Linked DNA regions of Gossypium arboreum: region 2 is linked to region 1. Evidence: chromatin contacts called from public Hi-C data. All regions are on one chromosome and are shown on one strand. The core of a region is the stretch at or near the end of the contact, and the rest is flanking DNA. Distances in the headings are between cores, read along the strand shown. Region 1 holds the start of LOC108477116 (transcription factor MYB16). Region 2 has its middle 11 kb from the start of LOC108478998.

Region 1 (4,848 bases), core at 827-3,326:
GGTATTTCACAGCTTTTGGAACAATTACGATATATATAATTAAATTGTTTAGAACATTGGTGAATCTGATGGGGAAGAATTCACCAAATTAAGAATACTGTTCCAATAGTTCTTGTTATCTTCATAGTAATCACTGCCATCCCCGCTGCCTCCGCTGTTTTCGTCAGATTCTTTGCCGCTATCCGATAAACTCCGGTCGACGGAATCATTAAGAAGAAGATTAGTGAAACCTTCCTCCATTATATTCCCAACATTATTAACATTAATGTTGTTTGGCCTCAAAGACTCTGGAGTCCATCCTCCTTCAATAGAAATTGTCATATCCTGAAGACTAGATGTGAATGATGACAAAGAATTCCCCATACCCTCTTTGTAATCAGCCAAATTGCTTGAACTTCCAAGCTCTTTCCACTCTTGTTCACCTTCTTCTTTAACGATCCCCGCCGTCTCGGAGGAACCCGAGGTGGTGCCGACGAACTCGATCATCGGCATCGGACTCACACCGAGCCCTGTAATGATTGGTGGTGCATTTTCTGAGACAGAAAGAGTGGATGTAGGAGACTCAAGGGTAAAAGCAGGGGGATTGAAGTGGTGATGATGTTGAACTGAATGTGAACGGATCTTTGATTCTCGAACCAGTCGAGCTTCAGCTTCGAGTCTAGCACTCTCCCATTGAGCCATATGGCTAAGGTTGGCTGCATTCTTGGATTGACCATCAGTAGTGGAGAGTAAAGCATCGTTTTTGGGTTTGTGAGTGATGGGATCGATCCCCATTTTAGCTAACCTTTTCTTAAGATGAGTGTTCCAGTAATTTTTTATCTCATTATCTGTTCTTTTTGGCAAGTGAGTGGCAATCGCAGACCACCTGAAGACAAAAAAAGGACAAGCAAAAACATAATAGAGACAGTAACCTTTACACAAAACACTAGAATTTTCTCAATCTATTACTCATCTAAAGACAAAAATATATATATATATATAAAATAGACAAAAAATGTTAAAAAACTGATTTGCTATTGCATTTTAATGAAGAATTGAAGACCCATTTTTGCATTTAAAGTTAGCATTCCATTAAAATCAGATGTCAGAAGAGACAGTAACTTATTGCAAAAATAGAAGACACTGCACAATTTTAATTTAATATCTGTAGGATCGAAACTAAAACAAAGAAGAAAAGATTATATAGGTGATAAATAGAGTAGACTAGCCGTTCAGATTTGAGAGTATTTATATGTTTCCACTAAATCCCCCAAAAAAAATTGTCATTTGAGTTCAAGAAGTTTGAGCTTAGATTTCATAACAAAATTTGGAAATTAAAATCTTAGTGTTGAGAAATTGAAAACCCAAGATCAGAAAGATACTAAAAAATCATGAGAAAAAAAAAAGCTTTTTTTTTTCTTTTTTAAATAAAGAATGAACTACTATTACCTGTTCCCTAAAAGGGCATGAAGTTGGATGATAGTTTGCTCTTCTTGCAAACTAAATTTTCCTCTCTTAATATCAGGCCTTAGATAATTAGTCCATCTGAGCCTGCAACTTTTCCCACATCTTTGAAGACCTTAAAAAAAACAATGAGACCCAAAACAAGTAAAAGAATGAGCTGAGAACTGAAGAATAACTTGTACTATAAGTAAAGCAAGAAGGAATTAGGGTTAGGGCTTAGTCACCGGCTTTGGCGGGCAAGGAACGCCAGCTTCCACGACCATGTTCTTCAATGTAAGCCAAGAGTTTCTGGTCTTCTTCAGGTGTCCAAGGTCCTTTCTTCAACCCTACTTTGTCACAGCAAGGTGATCTCCCCATATTGGGTATAGTGGTGTATAGTGAAAAACTGAAGCAGCAAAGGAACAAGGCAGTTGAGTTCACTCTTTATATAACACTTTGAAAACAAAGAGATAATGTTTGATGAAAGAATTAAAAGTAATGAAGAGAAGGGAGTGACAGTGAGAAAGGGAAGGAAGTCTGTGTTTGTAAATGAAGAGATGGGGGGCAGAGAAGAAAGGTCAGCGAAATTAATGGGATAGAGAGAAATTAATTTTTCATCAGAGTATATGCTAAAGTCACATGATAGATGAAATTAAAACCGACCGTTTTTTGTTACAATGGAGGTTGTATAGTCTGGAAATAGAATATTTGCATATATCAAAATACTAATATTTAAAATATTAAATAATACATTATGGGCTCGAAAATTAATTAATATATTTACGCCTAATAAATTTCAAACTTAAATACTCAAAACTCAAAATCTACACTTTTACCAAATATTTTTTTGAAATTACATCTTCACTATATTCTCTTCTTTAGCATTAACCTAAAACTTTATCAGCACTAGATGTCTATTTATTAAAAGTTTTTACAACCCTCCTTTATCTATAGCATTACTACTTCATTATATACCTTTACTTAACCCATGGGGTATCCAAAATATGTCCCATGTATGGTAAAATAGTTGATAATTTATATATTCATGTTGTATTTTTTTTTTTTCGGTTATATCATGTTGTGATTTTAATTTTTATCTTACTTTTCATCATGTGTAGCATTCCCCCCAAAAAAACCTCAAACCCCCAAACAAATTATGAAAGGATTTTTTGGTCCTTACAATTAACAAAGCAAAAGAGTTAGTAAATGATATGGGGCCAGATCCCAAATTTAAAGTTTCTCATATTATTTCACTATATACTACTCATGATGATGGTGACTTTTCTTATTATAAGTTTTGAACTCTTTTTAAAGCTGTATTAATTAGCTTATAAAGTTGAATTTTAATTAAATAGAACTAGAATAAAGATTCCCTTTTTTTTCCCTCTAAAAGCTGTATTAATTAGCTTGTGAAGGTGAGTTTTAATTAATTAAAAATATTGGCCAAAAATAATTAATTAGAAATAGAATAAAGAATATTGTAGTTTCAAGTGCTTTTAGATTTATTTTAGGAGAAGTTTTGTTAAATAAAATGAAATATAATTTATGGTAAAAACATACAATGTTAGACACAAGAAGGAGAAAATCTTGTTCTATGCATGATTTTATATGGCATAAAAACCAAAAATCATTCTAAAAAACATGAAAAAGTTTGAACATTAAAACTATGTGTAATAGATGTTGTATTTAGCTGATTGAGTCTTAATTTGATTGACATGAGTAATGTTGTCAATGCAAGAGGACATGAGTTTAAATGCGTTGAAGTGCATTATCTTCCTCAAAACATTATCTTTCTATTTATGGGTTGGGGAGGAGTTATAAGTAGTTTTAACCATTGTGTCAAAAAAAGCAGACAAGGGCGAAGGCAGAAATTTTTTTTAGGGGGTCGAAATTAAATTTTAATTTGACTAGCCTATATACTTATAATTTTTAAAGGATTAAATCAATTTTTTATCATTTTTAAGGTGGTCAAAGTGCATTTTTACTTTTATTAATTTAAAATTTAAAAAAAATTGAAGGATTTAAATGGAAATTTTTTTCATTTTAGGGGGAGTTGGGGCCTTTGTCAACCCCTGGCTACGCCCCTAAGAGCAAATATGATCAAAACATATAATGAGATTGTTCAAAAAAATAATTATTGAAAAACATTTAGGGGCGAAATTAAATTGTATATTTTACGATAATAAAAATACAATTTTACTATTTTAATAGTATATATATTTTCAAATATAATTATTATTATTAATGAATACTAATGTTTTTAAAATAATAATAATAATTTTCTGGGCCACATAGTGGTAACTAGGATTCTACACTCCTTATCATTTAATAAATTTGCATTGTAAATATAAATGCATAAAAGAATATTGACTGTTATGAAACTTTTAACTTAGACCTCAAGTTTTGAAGCTTTAGAACCCTACTTGGTAAAGAAAGTATAGATTTTAACTGTTTTGGAGACTATAAGGTCTTTATATTGGACCAACCTCATTGCTATACCAAAATTTAGAGTAAACCCATGCTTTCTCAAAATTTCAGCTGACTGCCCATTACCCTTTCAACAAACCAAAACTTGATTCCCCCTTTGTTCATAATTTCACTTTTTCTCATTTTTCTATTTAACTTATTTTTATTCTCATATTTAAATGATTTTTCATTATTAATTTTAATTAAAAATTTAACGTTGAGAAAAAAAGTTTACACTCAACCAATAACAACACACTACACGATGTTCTTTTACATATGATAATTAATGACGTGACATACATTGAAAATATATAAAATTCAAAATTTTAAATTTTTATGATATATTAATTATAATTTTATTAAATTCAAAAAATCAATCTTTTATCATATATAAAACATTAAATAAAATTTACATGATTTTAAAAATAAAAGGAAATTTTCTAAAATTTAAAAAATATGTATTAATTTTTTTTAAATAGTTAAATTTTAGAAATTACAAAAAATATATTTTTAACAAATATATATTTAAAATGAAAGAAAATAAAATATATATTTAATTTCTAAAGATGATTTAAATTAAAAATATTAGGAAAAAATTAAAAAAAACAATGGTCGATAAAAACTTGGTCAATGCTAGTCAATAGTTGATCAAATGGCCACTTTAGCAGTCAATGGACACATCAACAGTGACATGGAGAAAGGCAAACATGTGGCATGTTTTCATTGGTTAAATGTATTACTTGTATTTTTAATACAATTAACTTTTTAACTAAGTTTAATAATAAAAGAATTATTTAAATATCAAAATAAAACGTTTGAGGTACCGATATAGAAAATGTGTATAGTTTAAGATAATATATTGTCACCCCAAATAAATGAGTCAAAGTTTTCATTGAGTTATGTAATAAATAAAAATGTTTTTTAATTTATGTTTTTAGAGGGACTGTAGAAGGACTATCC
Region 2 (4,848 bases), core at 1,096-3,595, 85 kb after region 1:
AACTCTACCCTCCTTAAAGAAATTTCGGCCTCGAAATTTACCTGATCCAAATAGTTGAGGGTATTGTTGACGCATAGTCTCTTCTAATTCCCAAGTAGCTTCTTCCCTTCCATGATTACGCCACAGTACTTTTACCAACGGAACCAACTTCCTTCTTAGAACTTTAACCTCTCGATCTAAAATTTGTATGGGTTCTTCCTCAAAGGTCAAATTAGTCCTTACTTCAATCTCCTCCACTGGCACAACATGTGAGAGATCCGATCGATATTGTCTTAACATAGACACATGAAAGACGTCATGGATTCTGTCTAACTCTGGTGGTAATTCTAACTGATACGCTACTGGCCCTACCCGCTTAAGAACTCGATAAGGCCCTATAAACCGCGGACTCAATTTGCCTTTCTTGCCGAATCTCAAGATCTTCTTCCAAGGTGAAACCTTTAAGAAAACCATATCCCCAACTGCGAACTCTATCTCTTTGCGCTTTAGATCCGCATACGACTTCTATCTATCAGATGCCTCCTTCAATCGATCTCTTATCAACTTAACCTTACTTTCAGTATCTGCCACCAACTCCGGTCCAAGCACTTGTCGTTCACCCAACTCTGTCCAACACGTAGGCGTACGATATCTCCGCCCATAAAGTGCCTCATATGGAGCCATCTGAATACTTGCTTGGTAGCTGTTATTGTATGCAAACTCCGCCAATGGCAAGTAGTCCTCCCAACTCCCACGAAAATCGGTGATACAACCCCTTATCATATCCTCCAAAATCTGAATAACCCTCTCCGACTGTCCATCTGTCTATGGGTGAAAGGCAGTACTGAAATCCAAACGTGTACCCCATGCCTCCTGCAACTTCTTCCAGAACCGAGATGTAAACCTAAGGTCTCGGTCGGAAATAATCGACACTGGCACTCCATGTAGTCGCACTATCTCTGCCACATACAACCTAGCCAACTTTTGCAGGGAGTAATCAGTACGAACTGGTATGAAATGGGTAGATTTTGTTAACCTATCCACCACTACCCACACAGAATCTTTCTTAGTGGGTGTCAAAGGTAGCCCACTCACAAAGCCCATAGTGACTCTCTCCCACTTCCACAATGGAATTTTCACCGGTTGTAGTAATCCAGAAGGAAATTGATGTATGCGTGTATTGTATGTGTGTATGCGTACAGTGTGCGTAAAAATTTTGCAGGTACATCAATGGCTTTTATAGCCAGATTTACAAAATAAATAAAAATAAAAATAAAAAAAATCCTATTTTCCTACTGTCATCTGCTATGAATTCTGCTATGAATTCTGGTGTGTTCTTTTGCAGGCTCGGTTGTACAGAGGAGCGGGGAGACGTGCGAAGGAGGCCATGCGAGGAGCCACTCGTGGGAGCCCTAACTCTCTGGCCTATTCTGGCACGTTCCAGAAGCTTCTAGTGATGCTGAGATAATTTTGGGTGTATTGGGCCTCGAGTTTTAGTGTTTATTTAATTGGGCCTCGAGTTTTAGTGATTTTTAGTATAAGGCCGGACAAAAATTGGGCCTTACAATATATATATTTAATAAACATTAACATATACTTCTTTTATTATAGAATATTCAAAGGTTTAAATATATTAAAAGTTCTTATTAATTCTCATATTAATTTCGAAGACATTGAGTTCCTATATGTTTTTGCCATTAGTGTTGGTAATGTGGCATTTATAAAAGAAAAAATTAGTTTTTTTTTTTAGATTTTGACTTTACAATTTTATCAATTTCACTATTACAATTTAAAAATACATAAAAATTTAAATATATATTTTTTCATGTTTTCAATTAAAAGTTCTAAAATATAGAAAAACCTATATATATTATATAAAAAATAAAATGGGATAAATTTCAAAAGTATATAAGAACTTTGATTTAATGCGTAATTGTATACGTGAACTTTAATTTGGTGCAATTATACACATGAAATTCTAATTATAGTTCAAATGTATACTTGAAACTTTAATTTTGATTTAATCACATTTAAAGAAATAAATACATCAATTTATTTTTATATTGATAATATAATTATTTATATATGCAATATATAAATATAAAATGATATTATATAAATAATTGTGTTAATAATTTACAAGAATTTGATCAAATCAAAATTTCATGTATAAAATTATACAAAATCAAAATCCATGTATAATTTTAATATTTATAACAGAATAAAAGTGTACATGAAAATTTAAAAAAAACTTAAAATTTTTAAAATAAATAAACTATTTGGAACAGGCTCTAATTTCGAAATTAATGAAGAATTGGACTAAAATATTTGGCAAGCCTAATAGTTATACTTCAATCCCTATTTAAAGCCCAACATTGAAACTGGGTAGGCCTGGTTTGGTACTAAACGCATACAAGAAATTAATAGAAATAGGGTAATCATCCAATCGATTCAAGTCGAATTTGAGTAAAAGAAATTTAAGTTAGTCAAGTTAATAAATTATATTTTAACAAAATTTAATTTGAATTGAGTTAAGTTATATGAAATTTGAGTCAAGTCGAATTAAATATATTTATTCGAGTTAAATTTAAAAATATAATTAATAAAAATATTAGATTAAATATATATAATTAATCAATAAAAATTTTCTACATAAATAAAACATAATCAAATAATTGATACAAGAAACAAAATCAAAATTAAATTAAATAAAATTTTTAGAAGTGTATAGTGGAATATGATATTTTAGGCTATCAAATAGATCATCATTCCACTGATTAAAAAAACATGTACAAGTAATCCGGTATATACAATAATACCCATCACAATCAGAAAAACATATCAAGGAGGAATGACGCAAAGACAGGATGGGGTTTCTTGTAGAAAGGAAGTAAAATTTAAAACAGCCTTACCTTCTTTTCTTTTCTTTTTTTTTCAATTTAAGAGAGGATAAAATGACGTCGGAAGATGTGGCTGGGCTTAAAATTTTGAAATTATGCCTTTACTCCAAAATCACATGGTTTTGTTTAATTGATTCTACGGATATTCGAGTTGTAATAATTAAACTTGATTCAAATTTAAAAGATTGATTCATTTATTTGAATTGACTTAAAAAATTGAATAATTCAAAATTTAATTTTTTTTAATTTTTTTTGAGTCGATTCAAGTTTTATTCACTCCTAAATAGAAGAATTCTAAGAGCATACAAGATTCGACTAATTTGAAGTAAAAAACAAAAAACAAATGAAGTAAGATTAGTTCATTGAAATTTAATGGTTAAAATAAAATTAACTTGAGCCTATTGATATTTGAATTGAATATAAAATAATTTAACTTAATTGATTAAAATAATCAATTTTAAAAATTAACTAAGGGATACTTGTTGCTTTTATATGTTATGATTTTAATATAATGTAATTTTTCATAATGTGATTATTGGAAAAGTTATTTTACAAACTTTTAATATATATTAAAAAGTATTGACTAAAATCCTGAAAAAATTATATTATCATTCAATAAACACTTTTTCAATAACGTAATGATAATTAATGAAATTATTCTTATTAAATAAAAGATAGCTTCACAATAAACTACATTATTAAGAAATATTTGCATTGAATATTAAATAATTATTTTCAATTAGTAATTTTAATTTTAATTTTAATTTTAATTCACACTAAAATTATTCTAAATTTATCTTACATGTATTTTTAAATATAATCATGCATATACAAAGCATGTATTGTGGAAGAAAACATGTGCGTACAGGCACACCCACCCACATATATATTAGGTTTTTACCCATAACGCCTGAACTGATCATGTGGATTAATTAAAATATATTAAGATATTTTTTAAAATTAAAATGTTTTGCTTAAAATTTTATAAAATCATATGCAATAACATAAATTGTTTCTTTCATTTGAATATATAATATTAAAGTGATTTTAAAAATAAAATATAAATTTATATATCCATAAAAATCCAAAAGTATTATTGCAATATGAAATAGATAAAAGTTTATAATTTAAATAAATAAATGTGATGTTATATTTATTCCATAAATTCATAAATTTGATTGATTTAATTTAATTTAAATAAATATGAAAACAAATTAAAAGTGAATGTAAATTAAAATTGTCAATATCCATGTAATGAATAAACTAAATGCTAATGATGAAAAAATTGGATAGTTGACTTTCACTATTCATTAGAGCTTCCAAATTTATCCAAAGATAAATTATTTATTCTATGAATACTGAAAATTATGGTGTCAATTAATGTTTTTATTATATATATATTTCAATGTACAAAGAAAATGTGTATATTTGATGAAAATTATTTAATTGTCCATTAAGGTTATTAACATTCATTTATGATAGTATATTCTAGTATCTACCCAAAGGAGAATTAGAATATACTTGGATTGTTTGTTTGAATTCATAAAGTAATTATATTTAAGCATTTCAGAATTGTTTTGCTTTTATATATTATTTTGCAACTATTTGTCTTCATTCACAAGCTTCAACTGTTACATTATTTAATGTGTTATACTTCTCTGAATGGAATGATCAACTGTTACATTATTTAATATGTTAAACTTCTCTGAATGGAGTGAACAAATTAAGTCTCATTTAGGTGTTCAGGATCTTGACTTGACACTATTAAAAGATAAACATGCTACTATTACTGCCTCAAACAATGAGGAAGAGATGTTATACCATAAATAATGGGAATGATCAAATAGATTGAACTCGTGTTTTAGCAAATGACTATTACCATCAACATTAAGACCACAATTTCACAAACTAAAAGCAAGAAAGAATTTTCTTATGTTTCTAGAAGAACATTTTCATTCTACAAATAAGT

The links. Hi-C and Micro-C count contacts between places; a contact is called where the count stands out from the background.
Region 2: a contact with region 1 is called in a Hi-C map of leaf, with 1.7 times the contacts expected there. The contact joins the enhancer-like site here to the promoter of LOC108477116 in region 1. A contact is called at or near these places in 3 of 5 Hi-C or Micro-C datasets (all in leaf).

Annotation. Positions count from the first base shown.
Region 1 is chr4:9,091,102-9,095,949 of ASM2569848v2, forward strand. It overlaps LOC108477116 (transcription factor MYB16), which reads right to left and starts at 2,077. Exons shown (of 3, transcript XM_017779572.2): 1 at 1,668-2,077; 2 at 1,429-1,558; 3 at 1-865. The coding sequence starts at 1,800. The coding sequence ends at 49.
Region 2 is chr4:9,176,081-9,180,928 of ASM2569848v2, forward strand. No RefSeq gene overlaps it. Among protein-coding and RNA genes, the nearest start is that of LOC108478998, 11 kb to the right of the region's middle. Within about 2 kb of position 2,346, at least 1 of the 2 cell types and tissues checked has an H3K27ac peak or open chromatin away from gene starts, as enhancers often do. A contact at or near this core is called in leaf, where this site is marked.